Regions from separate parts of the Mus musculus genome. Here region 1 is linked to region 2. A link is a contact called in public HiChIP or PLAC-seq data. All regions are on one chromosome and are shown on one strand. Each heading gives the region's core, a stretch centred on a gene start, on an enhancer-like site or on the middle of the called end of the contact. The rest is flanking DNA. Distances are from core to core; before and after follow the strand shown. Region 1 holds the start of 4930562F17Rik (a long non-coding RNA gene). Region 2 overlaps Pappa2 (pappalysin 2).

Evidence for each region. HiChIP or PLAC-seq counts read pairs in DNA pulled down with a chosen protein or histone mark.
Region 1: a contact with region 2 is called in an H3K27ac HiChIP or PLAC-seq map of oligodendrocyte precursor cells, with 12 times the contacts expected there. The contact joins the promoter of 4930562F17Rik here to the enhancer-like site in region 2. A contact is called at or near these places in 6 of 484 Hi-C or Micro-C datasets (embryonic fibroblasts, embryonic limb bud, embryonic stem cells and 1 more) and 5 of 115 datasets of contacts at active chromatin or transcription factors (the NIH/3T3 cell line, embryonic basal ganglia, embryonic fibroblasts and 2 more).

What each region holds. Positions count from the first base shown.
Region 1 is chr1:159,132,964-159,137,779 of GRCm38.p6, reverse strand. 4930562F17Rik (a long non-coding RNA gene) reads right to left here and starts at 3,499. Exons shown (of 4, transcript XR_865669.1): 1 at 3,283-3,499; 2 at 2,276-2,453.
Region 2 is chr1:158,730,204-158,735,130 of GRCm38.p6, reverse strand. All of the region lies in intron 21 of Pappa2 (pappalysin 2), which reads left to right. Among named protein-coding and RNA genes, the nearest start is that of Gm37679, 180 kb to the right of the region's middle. Within about 2 kb of position 1,885, at least 40 of the 459 cell types and tissues checked have an H3K27ac peak or open chromatin away from gene starts, as enhancers often do. A contact at or near this core is called in the NIH/3T3 cell line, embryonic fibroblasts and oligodendrocyte precursor cells, where this site is marked.

The DNA.
Region 1 (4,816 bases), core at 2,250-4,749, 400 kb before region 2:
ACTCACAGCAGTTATGAGTATTTACACGAGACATGAATACAAATCAATCCAAGTAGAAATTTCAGTATGGATAGTGGAGGGATCTCCTGAGCCCCACCTCAATCTGTGGAGCTATTGGCAGTTAATGGCTGCTTGAGGGGGAGAGAGTCACTTTTCTTTAGGAATGTGGCCAGTAGTAACTCCCCCACACCCTAGTGAATGACCCAGTGCACATGTGCTTAGGTACTGGACTCAGCAGGTTAAACCAAAAACAAACAAACAGATAACTATAAAAAAGAGGACAAAAAGTTGTCAGGAAGATGCGCTAGATGTTCCTGGAGGGAGTTACAAGAGGAGAGCAAGGAATAGATATAGAAATAGAATTATCTAGATACACTGTATATATGAATGGAAATTCAAAATAATTAATAAAAATTAAACTATGGGTGAGAAGTGGGACTCTATACGGTCTCTAAACCAAAACATGTATTAATTTCAATTGAATAATGTCATATAGGCTAACCAGAAGGGTACCACATTGAGTGATCAAAGTGAATACTCACATCTGTTATCAGTTATGCCTTTGTAAGTATATTTTGGATGCTGTATGGACAGAAATGGGAGGGAGAAGGAACAGGATTAAGGGACGACTAGAAGAATATGCTAGAGATGTGATGGCTTAAGTACCAGCAACCATCATGGAAATAGAAGGGGGTGATAAGAATTGTGACATTGGCAAATGGAATTAGTAGGGTATGGTGATGGAGTTAGAGAATAAAACAGAAAAGGCCAAGGACTGTTTGTTGATTTTTGCATGAGCATCTGGGTGGATTATGGAGCTACTTGCTAAAAATGAGAAGCCAGAAGAAAGAGTAAACTGTGAGTGAGAAGTTGAACTATAGTGTGCTGTTAAGATCTATGTGAGTCATAAGTGGAGGCTCACAGTCAGCTATTGGATGGAACACAGGGCCCCCAATGGAGGAGCTAGAGAAAGTGCCCAAGGAGCTAAAGGGGTCTGCAACCCTATAGGTGGAACAATATGAACTAATCAGTACCCCCGGAGCTTGTGTCTCTAGCTGCATATGTATCAGAAGATGGCCTAGTCAGCCATCACTGGAAAGAGAGGCCCATTAGTCTTGCAAACTTTATATGCCTCAGTACAGGGGAACGCCAGGGCCAAGAAGTGGGAGCTTGGGGCGGGGGGAGGGTTTGGGGGACTTATGGGATAGCATTGGAAATGTAAATGAAAAAAATAACTAATTAATACAAAAATAAAAAAAAGATCTATGTGAGTCTTATTCTTTGGAGGATGCTCTAACAAAATACTTTCAGGTTGGTAATTTGTAAACATCATAGATTTCCTTCTCAAAGCTTTTAAGGTGGGCAGGAGGGAACAAAACTCCAGAAGGTGATGATGGTGGTGTAGAGTATTTTGTCTAAGGAAGAGTAATGAGTTTGTTTTATGAAAAGGCGATCAATATATAGGATATATAGTATAGGATGAAGTAGAGCAGATGGATGACAGAAAGCCCACATGCTCAAGTGGGCATTACTTCATAGAATCGCGGCAATGACACCAAGATGAGCAGCTTTAGGTCACCAGGGTGAGAGACATTGAAGGGTACCAGGCAGGCTCTGGATGCTCCAAGATCTGCTTGTTCATGTCACCTTTGGGTCTTGTAGATTCCGGATCATGGCTATCAGACATCCTTGAGTCAAAACTGAGAAATGGCTTTGTGAACAAAAGTCTCTGAAAGGTGGTTTTGGGAAAGAGATCAAAAGCAAAGAGCTGTAATAGTCAACATGGACACGGGGTCATAGATGAAGGTCAAAGGCGGCTATCTGCACAAAACTTATTGTTATAGATTTAAGAGTGTAATATGAACAGGCTACCAGAAATATAATGCCACACGATTTAGTATAATATTTATATAAAATAAAGAACTTTGTTCTTAGGTCTTAGATATGTGTGTGACTGGCAAAACACTGTAGAATATCTTGCTTGTATTTGTTTTACTAAATAGCAGATGTTTTCATTTGATCCCAAATCTGCCATTGTTTTCTTATTTTAAGTAAAAATGGTTCAGGAAGGTAATTAGACTGAATTAACTCATGAGTTAATAGTAGCACAAAGCTTTGAACTCGGGCTTTATATGTTGGAGCCCAGCGGGCCATTTTGCTACCAAGGGAGATCAGTGAAATAGGTTCCATCTGGAAGGATATGGGCATTGAGTCTAGTTTGAGATGGAGCTGTCAGCGCACAATGCAGACATCGGCCACCAGAGGGTGCTCTTACCTCAAGAGAAGTTTGATAATCCTTTTTTCCGCAGGAGAAGATGTAGCTGATGGATTTCTTTCCTGCCTCTCCTTCGAGGCAGCTGTGTCAAGAGCTGGGCTGTCTTAGACCAAAGTCTGCAAAGCGCGATGACGACATAGCTGCTTCAGGCTCTAAGAACTGCGTCAGAGAAGCATATCTGAAATAATCACAGATTATACTGGATGGCGAGAGAAAGAAACAAGTCCAAACAGCTCAGAAAACAGGTCTTTCGGTATCTGGAAGCGGAAGAAGGGTTTCCTGTGATTCTAATGAAAGCTGCCTTTTGATTCTGAGCTGATTTGTCAGCGCTGCTCTGAATGAAATTATATATATAATTTTGCCTTAATAGATTATAGATTTTTCTTTGTTATTTTTTGAATAATTTGTTTTTTGCCGAACATGTGCATTTAGTGTTACTCTCCCATTTATTTTGTGCCTTGTTTCCTGGTTTTCTTCTATTACTAGAGTTATTCCAGCAAAGGACAGGAACTCATTCATCTTGTGATTAAGCATCTCATGGCGGCCAGTATTTAGAGACAATACCAATTCATAAGAGAATTTTATAAAAGTTTTCTAAAATGAAGAGTTTCTGGGGGCAGGGAGCTGGAGGCGTATAGACAAGTGATCACCAGCATATTAGTGACATTAAAATTTACAATACTTGCACAGATCTTCTAGGGATGCTGTAAATCCAAGGAAAGCTCGAGTCAGAGCCCTGCATTTGCAGCATGCAGATGCCTGTGTTCCTAGGAGCACACCTTCACTAAAGCAAAATTTTAGGCCTTAAGCCAAGGGGCTAGACTTCTTTTAAAAAGCAAGTTTATTAATTGTTTGAGAATGTTATAAATTATATTGTGATCATATTTGCCCTTTCCCAATTTCTGACATATTCCCCCTTACCCACATCCACTCAATTTTGAATTCTCTCTCTCTCCCCTCCCCTTCCCCCTCTCCTCCCTCTCCTTCTTGCTCTCACTCCTTCTCACCTGTTCTCTCTCTTCACCCTGCTATTGGTCCTCCTCCTCTCTCCTCCTCCTTTTTCGTATGAAGTTTGCGTTGCCCAAGTACTCTGGGGAGTGGGCCCTGCCCTGGAATCAACCTACAAGGATCACATCTTTAAGAAAAGCCGATTCTTTCTTCCTTTAGCAGTTAGAAAATACCAACGGCTTTTCAGATCCCAGTGGGATTGTCTATCTATCACTCTTGCTCCATGGTGGGGTTTTTCCTCTATCTTTAGTTTACACACATCTTGTGCATGATGTCATAATTGCTGTGGATTCATATATGCAACTGCCCCATGTATCTAGAAAACATAGTTTTTGTGAAGTCATACTTCACCTCTGGCTCTTACAGTCTTTCTGCCCTCTTGTCTGTGAAGTCCCTGGAGTCTTGAAGGGAATGGATGGGATATGTACATTCCATTCAGGACTGAGTACTCCATAATCTCTTATTCTCTGCATATGGACCAGTTGAGGATCTCTGTGTTAGCTGTCATCTACTAGAAGCAGCAGCTTATGGGTTGAAAGATGCACTGTATTGCAGCAACAGCATTAAGCACTACCAGTCACTTTAACGCTATGTCCATTTATCAGAATAATAGCATTAGGTTATCCTTTGTGTGTGTATATAACTTCATGTTCTTGGCTCTGTTAACAATGCATCTGTTTCTATCTCAGACAGTAGGCCATAGATCACATGTGAGAGTGGTTGGTTACTCACATAATGTTTGCGCCACTATTGCAGTAGTGGGCATGTCCTGTTAGGCCCATCATGTTGTAGTTTGCCAACTTTACAGTTGGGTTAGAATGGTGATTATTATTTTTCCCATCTAATAGTATGAATGTCATCTTCCAGCACTATGGAAGCTAGCTTTTAGGGGTGAAGCTTCTAAGTGAATACTAGCTTGATTGTCTGTGAGTCCAGTGTGTGGTGTCTTCAGAAATAGGGTCTTACCCTGAAGTTCTGTAGGAAATGAAATGTATTGGCAACAGCCTATAATGGTTTGAGGATTAAGGAATCCCATTGACCATCAATATGCAAAGAGTCAACCCATTCCTTAATACTGAGGTTTTTATTTAAGAATATGTTCTGTCTGGTTGGGGATTGTGGAGCATCCAAGATCCTGGATGATAAAGAAGTTGTATGGAGACCAGAACTTTCTACCTGGAGTTTTGCAGAGATATTTTCTCACAAACAATCTTGCATTTGGCCTCCACCTTATAGTTAACCCTGGAAAACCCCTTTCAGGATCATTTGTTGTTCTTCAGGAAATGTGATTTATCCCAGAAATTTTGAAAAAAAAAATCCCCCTTGCTCCTGGTTTTGTTTGTTTATTTGTTTGTTTTTCTCCTATCTTTACAGCCACTTTCCAGATACCACAGAAAACAGAAACATCTAGGGCCTAAATAACTGAGATGCCTCTCTACTTACCTCTGGTGCTCCAGGCATAGCCTTCCTTTTGGAGTGTCCTCTTTCCAGCCAGTGTTTATTGTCTTCATGCTATAGCAGGACTCAGTCTGG
Region 2 (4,927 bases), core at 636-3,135:
AACCTCCAGGTTTCTCAGTTCTCCAGAGTAAAACTGGATGTCTTTGTGGTGGCTTGCATATCTCCTACAAATATTGTCCCTCTGACCATTTCATTGAAAGTAACAATTGTCCTCTCCCCCCTCTCACATCTTCCACTACCAACCCCCTACCACATAACCCTCTTAATTCCTTTACATAGACACTATTTCTTAATAGATTCATTGCATTCTCATTATATATGTGTGTGTTTTTCGACCACCCCTATTCCCGTAGAAGCTCCAGGAGTAGATGTTTATTTGTCTCCACTGTCAAACATCGAGTTCTTATGGTAGTGACATAGGGACTGGAGTGTTGTACTCACTCATCATTTTTCAGCTAATGAGTTAAGTAAGAAGTTAAGAGCATCATGGATTGAAGAGGAAAACAGCAGCTGGATAAGGATTAAAAAGTAGCTCGACAATTGTGGTAAAAGGAACACATAACTCACACATGAATGGGGAAATTACTGAGAAGCCCTCAGCTTTATGACTCATTTAAGACAGTCTTCTACCAAATTCTTTTTTGTTAAGCCTATGGTCAGCATCTTCCTGTACTGTGAATTTGGGGGTAGATGAAATTTGGACTCTCTCTGTCTTTTCAGCTCTTTGACAGCATTTCTGCCCTAAAGAAAGCAGATCAAGGCTCACAGAATGCCTTTCTTTTTCTGAGCTCATAAAGTTATTTAGCTCAGAAAGAAGGCAAATGTCTCCCTTGCTTGATACATACAATTCTTTTGACTCTCAAGTGAGATACCACTCATGATAGTGTTTGTAGACACTAACACACTGCACATATGTATAAGATTATCATGATGGTTACCCCCCATGTATGAAAAGCCTTCTGAAGCAAACTCAGGTGGAGAGACATAGCCACTCTTCAGGTGACATAGTCTATGGGCTGCTTAGTGGTGGGTACCACCAAGAAAGCTGGGTCCATGTTTGGAGATGTGCATAGATAGAGTAGAGAAACAGAAACCTCACATAGCTCTTGTAATTCAGTCTGGTTTCTTTTGGGCCAGCAGCTTTGAACTACGTTTTGCATCTCTTTGGTTCCACCTTTCCATGTGTAGGCACACAATTGAGTGTTCAATCCTTGATTAAGGAGGCTAACAACTCAAACCTGAAGCTTCCCAGCTGCTTCCCAGCACCAGCTCAACAGCTAGAAGCTACTTTCCTTTAGCAGCTACCCTAAGAGTGCCTCAAACTTTAGAGGATTCCTGCTCTTTGCTTTGCCTCCATTTCCCTAAGCAGAGTAATCAGAAGACAAACATGAAACTCTGAATGCTCACCCAAGCCTGATACAAGCCCTGCACATCAATTTTGCAAACACAGACTTTTGCCTGTCATGTTGCAAAACCTCTAACCTAGTGACCCTGTGTCATTATCCTCCCAGTCTGTCCCCTATCCCTTCTTCAACTTTATACATAACGTTCACTTCTACTTGAGATCAGGCCATGAAGGAAAGATCCTAAAGTGTCAAAAGTGTCCCTGTGGCTTCACTCAGGCTTGCTTTCTTTCCACAGTCCCTTTATAGCCTCCAATATTCTTTGCAAGAGTAAGTTGCCTGGAGATCTAACCCATAGCAAGAGGCTGACTCTGAGACAGCATTTCAGACTAGTGAGGCCAGAGTCAACAGCAGGTTTCTTACAGCAAAGGGCTTAGTGTTTCCTTACATTTGCACATGCACACACAGCTGCGAAGCCTGGGAATCCTCACAGAGAGCAGATGTCACTACCCACAGTGCCAGCCACGTGTCACCCATGGCATTTTCTTCATTTCAACTCCTGGCAACTATAGTTTTTCTTTCTCCCCCTCCCGCTGCCCCCACACACCCTATTTCTCCACTCTCTACCTCTTGCTACATTTATAAGTTCTCTCCTGAGTCATACTGGGCCAGCCTTGTGCTTTCATTATTGTCATTGTAAACACCCATGCTTCCAATGCTGGAAAAATGAAAAAAGAAAAGAAAGAAAGAAACCACAACAACCCCCAAAGAAAACATGTTCTAACCCAGGAATGTACAATGCTTCATGCATGGGAAGTATCTCCCCATCTCTAACTTTAGCTACAGAAAGCAGGCCTCCAAATTCCAACACACATACCAAAGATTTTTTTCTGTCTTTTTTTGTTGGTTTGTTTTTTTTTTTTTGTATGAACCTCATCCCGTATTACAGTGAGCACATTTTTGTCCCTGTTCTCAGTGACTAAGATTTGCAGTAGAGCTTTCCTTTCTGTAGTAACAAATTATGGTCACCCCCCCTTCAGGAACATTTATTAACTTCTTCATTCAAGGTTTTATTTTATAAGTGCCCATTATGTGCTGAGATTACCAAAGAGATCTATGATTTCCCAGCACAATGTATCCAATAGAGATTTTATAAAATCAGATTGCTATCCAAGGGTAGTAATACAATGAGGTGAGACAAATTGTATAGAAATACAGAGAATAAGGCAAAAAAAATTCACCTAATCACTTGATGAAGGTATTATGGACATGGATCTATAAGAGGTATCATAGATGTGAATATGAAAGATCCATTGGAACATATGGAAGTTCAAAGAGATGACAGGAAATGGCACATAGCTGTTTTATGTTGAAATGTTGCCTAGCAAGTAATCCACTAATATCTGTGTCTTAGTAACAAAACATCGTTCTTGCTTCTGCTCCTGAAGGTTGAATAATGTGCCTGTACTCTAGGTCTCCTTCTAAGGGACCCAGGAACTAGAATTTTAGGGTCAGCAGCTACCTTATAATCTGAGATATCTTGAGAAGGAAAAGGGATGCTGCTAACCCAGTAAAAGTCTTTGGTTGAGTGTGATGCATATCACATACATTCATCATTCATTGGTCTAAGTAGATCCTATGCTTGGGTCCAAAGATAGGAGAAGGAAGCAGTAGACACTGCTAACTATAGGGAAGTCACAACAAAGAAAAGGCAAATGGAAACAACTATGAACTAAAACTCCTCAGCCTCTCTTGTCAAACAAGTGGATTATTGTATTCTATACACACCATGTCTCATGCCAAGATGATATAGAAGGTGACCATTGGGATTGAATTCTGAACCTGAAATGTATACCAGGTCATGATGTAACTTTTCTTAATCTGGAGTGTAAAATCACCAACTTGCCACATCACACTCGCACTAGGTACAAAGTGGAGCAGAAATGAGACAAATACAATAAACATTCCCATTCAAGGGGAGAAGACAGACGCACATAAAAGTCACTGATCCATAGCAATTATGAAATATGCTGAGCAGCACTTAAAAAAGGCCTGTGCTGTGAGAGCAGACTCTGCTCCTTTGGTAGTAACTGTGAGTGGTCCCTGGGTGTAGCTTCCAGTGGCTGTGGATCATTCTTCATGGTTCTTGGCTCCAGCCTCAGCTGCCTTGGAAGCCCATCCCTTCCCTTTGTCCCCTTTGGTCACATAAAGGGAGCATTGTTGAACATCCCTTTTGGGAAATCCGAGTAATATTTGCAATCTGCTTTCTCCTGGTAGATCTCAAACAGGCCTAGTCTCTTTTCTAAGTCTCCATCTAGAAGGCTTCTTCTTCATCCACACCGAGAGTGATGTTGACACCATGCTTCACACAGACTTTATGAATTTGTATGTATTTAATTCTGGTCAGTTCCATTTGCTAAGAGCAGAACTCTCAAGTCTTTCAAACACTTGGCCATTTCTGTGAGTGTATTCTGAGCTTCTGTCATTTAGATGTCATTTGAGGTGTAATTTTGGGTGTCATTTCTAGGAGTCATTTTGTTAGATGCAATGATCTCCAACAGGCTGCTTTTACCTGATTAAAGGTTGTAATAACTGGTGTATATATCCGCCTTTGACTTCCATGTCCCCTGGCTCCCTGGTATTGTCTTAGCTTGTCTTAGGTGGCCTTTCCAATAAAACAGTGTGGTTGACCCTCCATACCTGTGAGTTTCACAACCTGGATTTAAGTAGCTGACACAGAAAATACTCCACAAAACACTGCATCTGTAATTAGCACGCACAGGCTCTTTTCTTACCACAATTCTCTAAACAATATCAAATAACAACTACTTTTAGATCACTTATATTTTGTTAGAAATTGTGAATAATACTATATCATGTTACTTAGAATAACTGAGTGTCTGCACCACTTGTATGCTCTAGGCATCCTCATGTCAGCATAGCACAATATTGTGATGCAGGCACTACTGTAATCAGTTTTGGCTTTTACCAGCTGAAGCTAAGAAGCAGCTTTTTTTTGTTGTTGTTGTTCAGTAGCAATGACTATGGAATTTCTGCTGTTTGTTATTTAGTCAGTTCTGCTGGCTATGTCTGATACCTTGTCTGATATCCTTTTTATTGTAGTTCTTTATGAAATGAAAGTAGCATCCACTCACTAACCCTAGCGATATTTTTAAAAGACTCTTTACTTAAACCAATAGGTTTCAGTAAATATTCTGACCTCGGTGTTTAAACACTTATGATTTACTTCACATACAAGCAACAACAAAAATAAAAACTATAAGGAATGTTTTGTTTAAATACTTAACAGCTTCCTAAATAAGTAAATTGTTTTCTTGTTTCCTCAAACAACTTTACTTTTTGTTGTTGCTCCAACTGAGATTCAAGTCACATTTCAGTATTTTATTATGATAGCACCCCACTTATGACACCAATTTCTTTCATTTAAAAAAATTAAAGAATTGGCTTCTCAATTATGTAATGTCCAGTGTTACTCTAGAGCAGCCACCCATCTACCTTAATCTTTCAGCCTCTCCACACTGTCTCCATGGTTACCTCTAGACAGGCAAAGAACAGAGAGGGCACTAATAATCACATGGTTATTAACCAAAAAATATCTCATAATTTATATTTGGTTTCCCAATGATCTTAAGCCCACTCTAAGTGTGTCAGGAAATATAATAC